3 separate regions of the Sus scrofa genome follow, and regions 1 and 2 are each linked to region 3. A link is a contact called in public Hi-C data. All regions are on one chromosome and are shown on one strand. Each heading gives the region's core, a stretch centred on a gene start, on an enhancer-like site or on the middle of the called end of the contact. The rest is flanking DNA. Distances are from core to core; before and after follow the strand shown.

The links. A called contact is a pair of places that touch in the nucleus more often than the background predicts.
Region 1: a contact with region 3 is called in a Hi-C map of skeletal muscle, with 3 times the contacts expected there. The contact joins the promoter of DOPEY2 here to the promoter of MORC3 in region 3. A contact is called at or near these places in 1 of 5 promoter capture datasets (liver), 5 of 47 Hi-C or Micro-C datasets (heart right ventricle, liver, mesenteric adipose tissue and 1 more) and 2 of 2 datasets of contacts at active chromatin or transcription factors (alveolar macrophages and skeletal muscle).
Region 2: a Hi-C map of liver shows a contact between it and region 3, with 5 times the contacts expected there. The contact joins the promoter of CBR3 here to the promoter of MORC3 in region 3. A contact is called at or near these places in 1 of 5 promoter capture datasets (liver), 1 of 47 Hi-C or Micro-C datasets (liver) and 1 of 2 datasets of contacts at active chromatin or transcription factors (alveolar macrophages).

Annotation. Positions count from the first base shown.
Region 1 is chr13:199,846,629-199,849,328 of Sscrofa11.1, forward strand. DOPEY2 (protein dopey-2) reads left to right here and starts at 1,394. Exons shown (of 39, transcript XM_003132763.4): 1 at 1,394-1,577.
Region 2 is chr13:199,829,311-199,832,161 of Sscrofa11.1, forward strand. CBR3 (carbonyl reductase 3) reads left to right here and starts at 1,380. Exons shown (of 3, transcript NM_001244732.1): 1 at 1,380-1,816. The coding sequence starts at 1,528.
Region 3 is chr13:199,995,518-199,998,218 of Sscrofa11.1, forward strand. MORC3 (MORC family CW-type zinc finger protein 3) reads left to right here and starts at 1,427. Exons shown (of 17, transcript XM_003132764.4): 1 at 1,427-1,775. The coding sequence starts at 1,737.

The DNA.
Region 1 (2,700 bases), core at 144-2,643, 150 kb before region 3:
TACATCACCAGTGCAGCCATAAATAAATAAAAGCAGCAGTAGCAGCAGCCTGGTTGGGCCAGAGGTTCAACATCCCAAACTATTCGAATATTCTTGGTGTTTTGGGGGAAGCAATAGATCCTCTTGGGGATTTGATACAAACTATATACTCTTTCTCCAGAAAATATACACTTACACTAAATATTCTACACAATTTCAACATGTTTGTGGACACCCTATGCTCACCACCCTCAACTCTTTCATGGATGGCCTAGCATTCACGAACCCCAGACTAGATCTGAAAATTCCTAAGGAATGGTGAGGGGTTAAACTGTTAAGAGGCCGCTTGGAGAAATCACAACCTCAACCAACAGATGGCACTGCTTTGGTTGGCTGAGAGCCCCAGCAGGTGCAAGCAGGATATCAGGTGAACTTTGTCTGATTCCTGTCATCAAGGTGCATCTTGCTCTGCAGCAGTCAGGCCAGGTTCGGTCTGGACTGTCCAGATCCAAAGGCTCTTGAGGATGAGAGGAAGAGGTTAGAGCTATCCGAAAATAGAAATCCCATTTAGACTTGATGCGGGTCTCTTTTCTGAGCCAGAGCCCACATAGCTAAACTCTTTCCTCTGATGCCGAGGGTCAGAAAAGTGTGGCCCGTGCGGCTGAGGCACCTTAGCCAGGGTCCCTAAACCTGCTGTGGTCAGAGCTTGTAGGGAAGGGTTCGTTCCGCTACCTCCCCGAGGGTTTGGGTGTGGTCCCCATGTCTCAGTGCCACCAGCCCCATCTTTCTTGAGTCCAACGGCTGTCTTTGTAACTCCAAACCTCTCCTTGGGCAGGCCGATTCACTGACCGATGTCCCTTTCTATTTGGGTGTATGAGATTGGAGGGGTGAAGAAAGGCCCAGGTGAGGGGCGGAGCCATCCTGCCCACCTGTGTTAGACCTTCCCAGGAGCAGACCCGTGGCGAGGGCGGGACCTAGCTGTTCAGGCAGTGAGCGGCGCCCACTGAGGGAAAGCGGCGGAAGGGTGGGGTGGAAGCCTGACGCTGGGGAGTGGGCACCTAGGACCCTCCCCCGCGCGCTGAGGACGCGCCCCCAGGGCCCGCCCCGCTTGCTTCGGTACCGTCTTCTGGTCCCGCCCCCAAGTCAAGGGCCCGCCTCCCGGCCCTGCCCCGAGCGTCGAGGATGCGCCCTCGGCTCTGCCCTACGCACTGAGGGTTCTCCCTTGGCCCCGCCCCCGTGCGCCGAGGACACGCCTCCCAGGTCTGCCCGGTCCTGCCTGCAGAGGACCCCCTCCCTTGGCCCCGCCCCCATGAGCCGAGGGTCTGCTTCTCGACCCAGCCCTCATAGGCCACGCCCTCATAGGCCACGCCCCACGCGCCAAGAGCCCGCCCCATGGCCCCGCCCCCACGCGCCGAAGATCCGCCTCCCAGCCCGCCCAGTGTCCTGGAGCCGCGGCGGCTGGGGCTCCGACGCGGCGCTTCCTCCGCGGTCTCGGCTCTTCGCCGTGCCGCAGCTGCCCACGGCTCTACCAGTCGTGTGCAGGTCGGCTCTTCCGCGCCTCCCTTCGGCGAGCCCGCCGAGAAAGGCCGCCACCCCCGGTAAGTCGGGCCCGCGCCCTCGGCCGCCAGGCGAAGCCGAGGGAACCGGGGCGTCTCCTCCTGCGGGCCCGCGAGCGTCAGGGGCGTTTCCCCCGGGTGCACAGGGTTCGGGCAGCGCGGTGAGGCGGTCTTGGCGTGCAGGTGGTGGTTCCCCCCGAGCACTGCCCGGACCCGCGGCGCACACTGCTGCAGTGCGGGGGCTGCCCTAACGAGGCCCCGAGTGGGCGTGGGCTCCGGCCCAGGACCCCCAAGGGGCAGCCCGGGAGGCTGAATGGGGTCCCCTGCCAGTTCCCTGGCTCCCCGAGGCGAAGGAAGAGCGGCCGGGCCGACGCGGCCTCTCCTCTGGCAGGTGGAGGTCAGGTGGGTCACCGCCTTCCCGCTTCTCACCTCAGCGGCGGATGTTGAAGCTGCGGCTTTGTTTGCCCGCAGTCCTGTTGGGGAGCAGGTTTGGGGATCGAGACCTTTATAAGATAATGGCTTTTCTGTTAAGGGACCACCTCCCACCCCCCCACCCCGAGTCTTTCAGACCGTCCCCAGAAGGGATTCGAGCCGCAGTGCGCGCTCTGCCTGCCCTCCTGGCCCCTGCGTCTGGCAGGATTGCAGGCTGCTGCCGCCCTGGCTGGTCCTTGAGCACCTCACCGCAGCTGCTTATGAAGGCTGTTACCCGCAGGTGTTTCCTTAACCTGGGACAGCTGTCCTACAGTGGGAGAACCTTTGTAGGATTTTTTTGGTAAGCCAGTGGAGGCGCTCCTCTCCCCCCAAATCTTGCCCCCATTCGTGTCTTGCATTTTTTTCCACTACAATTTAATTACCACCCTGAAAGACCCGACTCAAAATAATATGCCCTAGAGTTGATTAAGCCAATTGCAGATGAGCCTTTCTGTGCTGGAGACTAAGGATCATTATCTATTGATAAGTGTCCCCAATTGTGGAGAGTGACTGTTTGACAGTTTTTTGTGTTTTCATCTAACTCAGAAATGGTCTTTCACGCAAACATCTTTTAAATTAACTTGTGTTGGATCTAGCTGGTTGGCTTTTCACTCGAATTTGTTTTTCTAAGAAATTAAGAATGGATAAGGTGAGCCATTTCCTGCTGACATTTGCCTTTTTTTGGGCGGATACA
Region 2 (2,851 bases), core at 130-2,629, 170 kb before region 3:
AATTAAGAAATCAATAACAGCAAGGTATCTGGAAAAATCCCCAAATAGTTGGAAACTAAAAGATATACTTCTAAATACCCTCAGTCAAGGAAGATATCAAAAAGATATTTTAAACTGCTTAAAATTGAAAACATATCCGAGTTTATGGGCTGCTACTGTTCAAGTCAACAAAACTTAGATGAAATATACGAATTTTTGAAAAACATGAGTCAAGCTCACTCAAGAAGAAATAGAAAACCTGAATAGCCCCATATCTTTAAAATTGAGTTTTGAAGTTCTCTTGCAGCACAGCAAGGTAAGGATCACTGCAGCAGCTCAGGTCGCTGCTGTGGTAGGGGTTCCATCCCTGGCCTGGGAACTTCTTCATACCATGGATGTGGCCAAAAGAGAAAAAAATAAGATAAAATAGAATTCCAAATAATCTTTAGAGGAAAAAAAAAGAAAACACTGACTGAGCCACAGAAAGCACCCACCTCCTGACCTCACATGTTGACTTGGAGAAAGTAGAGTCAAGGTGACAGCTTAGCCCAATGTGCCTGGGGAAAGCTGAGTCACAATGAGATCACAGCTCTCCATAAATCTAAAAGTCACTAATCAAACCCACTCGAATCAAATGCACCTGGGTTACACTAAAGAAGGTGGCTAGGAGTGTTCTAATTGCTTGTCCACACCATGACACTCTTTGGCGATTTGTATTCAGTTGAACTTCGTGAGAACAGAGATTTCACCGGAAGGAAAAAAAATTATACACACACACACACATATGTAACCTCCTTGGATAAACCTAAAATGCACACACTTCGCAGCCAAAGTAGTTATGTGAAATGAATAAAAGCCTCCTAAGAGGCTTGGCACACAGTGAGAGTTTCATACACATTCTCTCCCACATGGGGGCGCCCTGGGAATCCCACAGAGCTAGGTAACCTGCCCACACCTGCAAAGCTGCTCACGGGACCTCTTTTCTCTCATTCCCTCTCTTGCGCATCTCCTAAGCGAGAAACGGGAATCTCTGTCCTGAGATCCAATTACCGTGTCGAAATAATTTCAGTGTATTCAAGGAAAAATCAAACACCCTCATTTTGCAGCGGCTCACGGGCGCACGCCCAAGAAAATTACTCAGCATTTGTTTTTCTCCTTTTGGGTTCTCCTACAATAGTTCCTTCAATCCAACTGCAGTGACTCTCTAGACCCTATCGACCCATCACCGTCCGGTTTTGCTTTGCAGGAACAACTTCACCCCGCGGATCAATGTTTGGCTTAGAGGCGGGATCAAAGGAGGTCGAAGCGCTGGGAGGGGGCGGACCGGAGAATGGGGCGTTACGAAACCTTCAGGAACAGCGGCCCCTCCTAGGAGGGGAGGAACCGAGGACCGGAGCCTCATTCTCTGCAACTCACAGCACTGGATCCTAGAACACAGTTCTTCCTGGCTTCTCTGACTGTTGGCAGAGCCTCCGAAACGCGCGGAACCGGTGGCCCACAGCCCAGTCAGCTCTCCACCAAAAGGTCCCGCTCGCCCCACACCCGGCCATGTCGTCCTACACCCGCGTGGCGTTGGTGACTGGCGCCAACAAGGGCATCGGCTTCGCCATCGCGCGTGATCTGTGCCGGCAGTTCTCGGGGGATGTGGTGCTCACCTCGCGGGACGCTGCTCGGGGCCGGGCGGCGGTGCAGCAGCTGCAGGCCGAGGGCCTGAGCCCGCGTTTCCACCAGCTGGACATCGACGACCTGCAGAGCATCCGCGCCCTGCGCGACTTCCTGCGCAAGGAGTATGGGGGACTCAACGTGCTGGTCAACAACGCGGGCATCGCTTTCAAGAGTAGGTGAGGGGGTGGGAGGTCCCCGGGCTCGTCCAGGGTGCGGGACAGCGAGCCGCAGGCGCCCCCCACACGTCCACTTGATTGATCGGGAAAGCAGCGCCCGCCGCTCGGGACGCGCTCAGGTCTCGCCTCGCGCGGCGGTTTTTCGTTTTCTACGGAGTCTCTGGAGCTGTTCGTTTAGCACAAGACCCGCCCGGGTGCCTGGCACAGCGCGCCCCGCCCGCCCGCCGGCCTGTGCGGGCCTGTGCGCGCCAGTGAGCAACCCAGGGCCCTCCCAGGACCGTCAGCTGCTGAGGTTTGCAAGAGAATCGGTCTCCTGGGAGGGAGCCACGCCCTGCCAAGCTCATCAGTTTTCTAATGCAAGAAACATTTTCTCAGAGAAGGGTCTCCAAGCTCCAAGCTTGCCGGGCTTTCGCTTTCCATGAAAAGGCGCATTCATAGATATCGGGCGGCATCTGCTCCGGACAGGAAGTGAATCTCAGAGACACGATTAGCGCGCACTTGCAAGTTAGTGGACTTAAGTCTGTTTAATCGAGAGCTTTGATAGGCTCTAGCACAAAGGAAGCGAGCATGGTTCCCACCCCCCAGAGAACCTAGGTTTGTTATCAAACATATAAGCGTGGTTTTAAGTAGCATCTTCCGGGGGGGAGGGGGCGGGAATCAAAGAAGTTACTACTCCAGTAGGAAAGTCATTGATCTTCCATGCGCTGCAGATAGAAATGAACAGGCCAGTGTCGCATGCAAACCTAGTGCGGAAGGGAAATCTAAGAGGCAGAACCCAAGAAAATGAAACATTGTGAAGCGTTAAACCTTCATCCGCTTGGCCTGGGGCTTCGCAAGTGCGGCCCACCGGCAACTCAGTCTGCGGGATTTCTAGACGCGAGGGCAGGAGGTACCCAACACCCACCTGGAGCCGACAGCGGATAAATAGCCAGCTTCCCCCACCACCGGGGAACGCTGACCTCAGCTGGAAGCTCTCGCCCCTCAGCGTGTGGGCGGTCGACCAGCAGCACCTGTGACCCTGAGCGCTCACT
Region 3 (2,701 bases), core at 177-2,676:
TGCAGCACCAGGATGCATGTTCAATTCCCAGCCGGGCATGGTGGGTTAAAGGATCTGATGTTGCTACAGCTTCAGCATAGGTTGCAACTGTGGTTCAGATCTGATCCCTGGCCTGGGAACTCCATGTGCTGCGGGGTGTCCAAAAAAGAAAACGAAACAAAACAATAGTGCAAGTTGCACATGAGTGCATAAGGTCCAGTCCCCTATAGTAAATAACAATTAGCATATAGTAAATCTGGAGTCATGTACACCAAATTGTTTATATGCTCTGTTGAAGAGATTGAGGTAAATTTTGTGTTTTATATTTCTGTACTATTTCAGTTTTTACAAAGAAAATGTATTACTTTGACAATTATAAAAATTCAATGGATATTAAAAAAAAAAAAACTTAGGAGTTCCCATCATGGCTCAGTGGTTAACCAATCCGATTAGGAACCATGAGGTTGGGGGTTTGATCCCTGGCCTCACTCAGTTGGTTAAGGATGGGGGGTGGTGAGCTGTGGTGTAGCTCACAGCTGGGGCTCTGATCCCACACGTTGCTGTGGCTCTGCTGTAGGCCGGCGGCTACAGCTCCGATTTGATCCCTAGCCAGGGAAACTCCATATGTCGCAGGTGCGGCCCTAGAAATGGCAAAAAGACAAAAATAAATACATAAATAAATAACTTAAATTCTCAAACTGCAGTGTTTGACAGCCTTGACCAATTCATTTTTATATCCTGCTAACTTAGTCCAATGTCCAGGAAAACGTGGGCAGGGAATAAATGCGCCCAAGCAAAAGGACTTGATAAATCTCATAGGAGAAAGGATTCTTTTTATAAGGATGAAGGATGATAATTTCACAGTAAACCCAAAAGACGCAGTCTTCATTTCATCAATAAGGTTTCAATTGCTTTTTTTCAGTGTAATTCACGGCCAGCCAGGTCAACGGAGTGCATTTTTTTGGGTCTCTAGCACAAGACTTCAAACCTGGGATCCTCAAGCAGCTAAAGGAAAACCCAAAGGAGTTGGTATTGCTAAGAACTCTCTAAAACGGAGCCAGAAGCCGTTGAGGAAGTGTGACTTATGTAAGTCTCTGCCCACACATAAGCTGATCTTTTGACCACTTATCTTCTAGGAAAGGTATCCGGAACATCTGCTCAACGTTTCAGAAATTCAAGGTACTTATCAGGCCCTTACCCTAAATAACCTGTGACAGTCTATCCCTTAGGAACAAATATTTCCTTTGTGTATCAGAGTCAATCATAATTTCTGCAAGACAACTTTAACAACCTTGTGGGTTTTGCATTTATAAGCCTTTCTCTCCCCTCAACACCCTTCTATTTTGCTGGAACCCGTGTATCCCCAATTACAATTCCCAAGACACCCCCCCCGCCCCAAAAAGCTCTTTGTTCTTTTGCAGCCTCCATACTGATTACCGCTTGACAAAGCCTCCAGGTCCACTTAATACAGTCACTTGTTCCTGCCTGAGGCGCCTCACGCATGCGCCCTATCTCGCAGGGCCGCTGAGCTAGAACCAGCTCCCCAGCGAGTCTCTCTCTCTCTCCCTGAACCCCTGGAGGAATTTACCTCCTCTACATTCCCAACTCCCCCGCGCCGGGAGGCGGAAGTGGGTGGGCGGGACCGCCCGCGCGACCCGCCCCGGAAGTGGGCGGGGACTCGAGATCCATAGTAGTCCGCCGCGGTCTCCCAGTCGGATTGCGGCCGAGGCCGGTCCTGGCTTTGTAGCTCGCTTAAGATGGCGGCGCAGTCACCCAGCGGGATCCGCCTCAGTGCGGTGAGCAGCCGCGAGGGGTGGAGCGGGCCGTGTCCCAGGAGGGCGGGCAGGCGGGCAAGCGGGGGGGGGCCGGCAGTGGGCGGTGGCGACTTGTCGGCCGGGCGCGGCGGCTGGGGCCGTGGCCGGACCTGGGGAGGCGGCGGCCATCTCGCTCCCGACGGCGGAGCGGCTCCGTGGCGGGCAGGGCCCGGCCGGGCTACGCGGGACGGGCTGAGTTTCGTTTCTTGGGCGTTAGGTTTCTCTTTTGCTTCCGCGGCTTCGGGGCGGGCCGGGCCCGCAGCCCCTCCTCCTGGCTCCCTCTTGGCTGGCCCGCAGCTGTTGTCTGAGGGCGCGGCCTCGGCGGCCAACCCGCACGCCCCTCAGACCGCGGGTCCCCGGACCCTTCCCGGCCTGCGGGCCCGCGGGGCGTCCCGGAGGGCGAGCGGGGGGCAGTCTGTGGCCAGAAATGCCCGGCGGGCTTGACCTCCCGGCGGTGGGTCCGGGGGAGCGAACTGCCGCTAGCCTTCGTGATTCGTTTAAATTCCAGCCGCTTCCGACCCGTCAAGCCCTCCAGCCCAAATCGCTAGGTCACCACCAGCTCTCCCGTTTCCCCTCTAGTCTGCGGGTCGTGTTGGTTCCGGAGCGCCTCGGGTTCTTGGAAATCCTTCAGCCCGTTTAATATCTAGGAATCTTAAATCCGAGGGAGCAGTCACTCAGTCTGAATTAAAAAGCCTAAAATGTAGGCGTGGCCTTCCTGCCTGGTTATACTTTAAAAGTTGGCGTTGTTATGCAAAAAAAGTACCTCTTCCCTTGAGGATGTTGGCCCTGGCCGAGGAATGGCAGCTCCCGTCTCATTAAGTATTTCATTCACATTGTAATACCTTTGCTTCAGAAGTGGCGTTTTTTTCCCCTTTGAGTTTCATTCATTTAGTCAGATTACTGCCTAG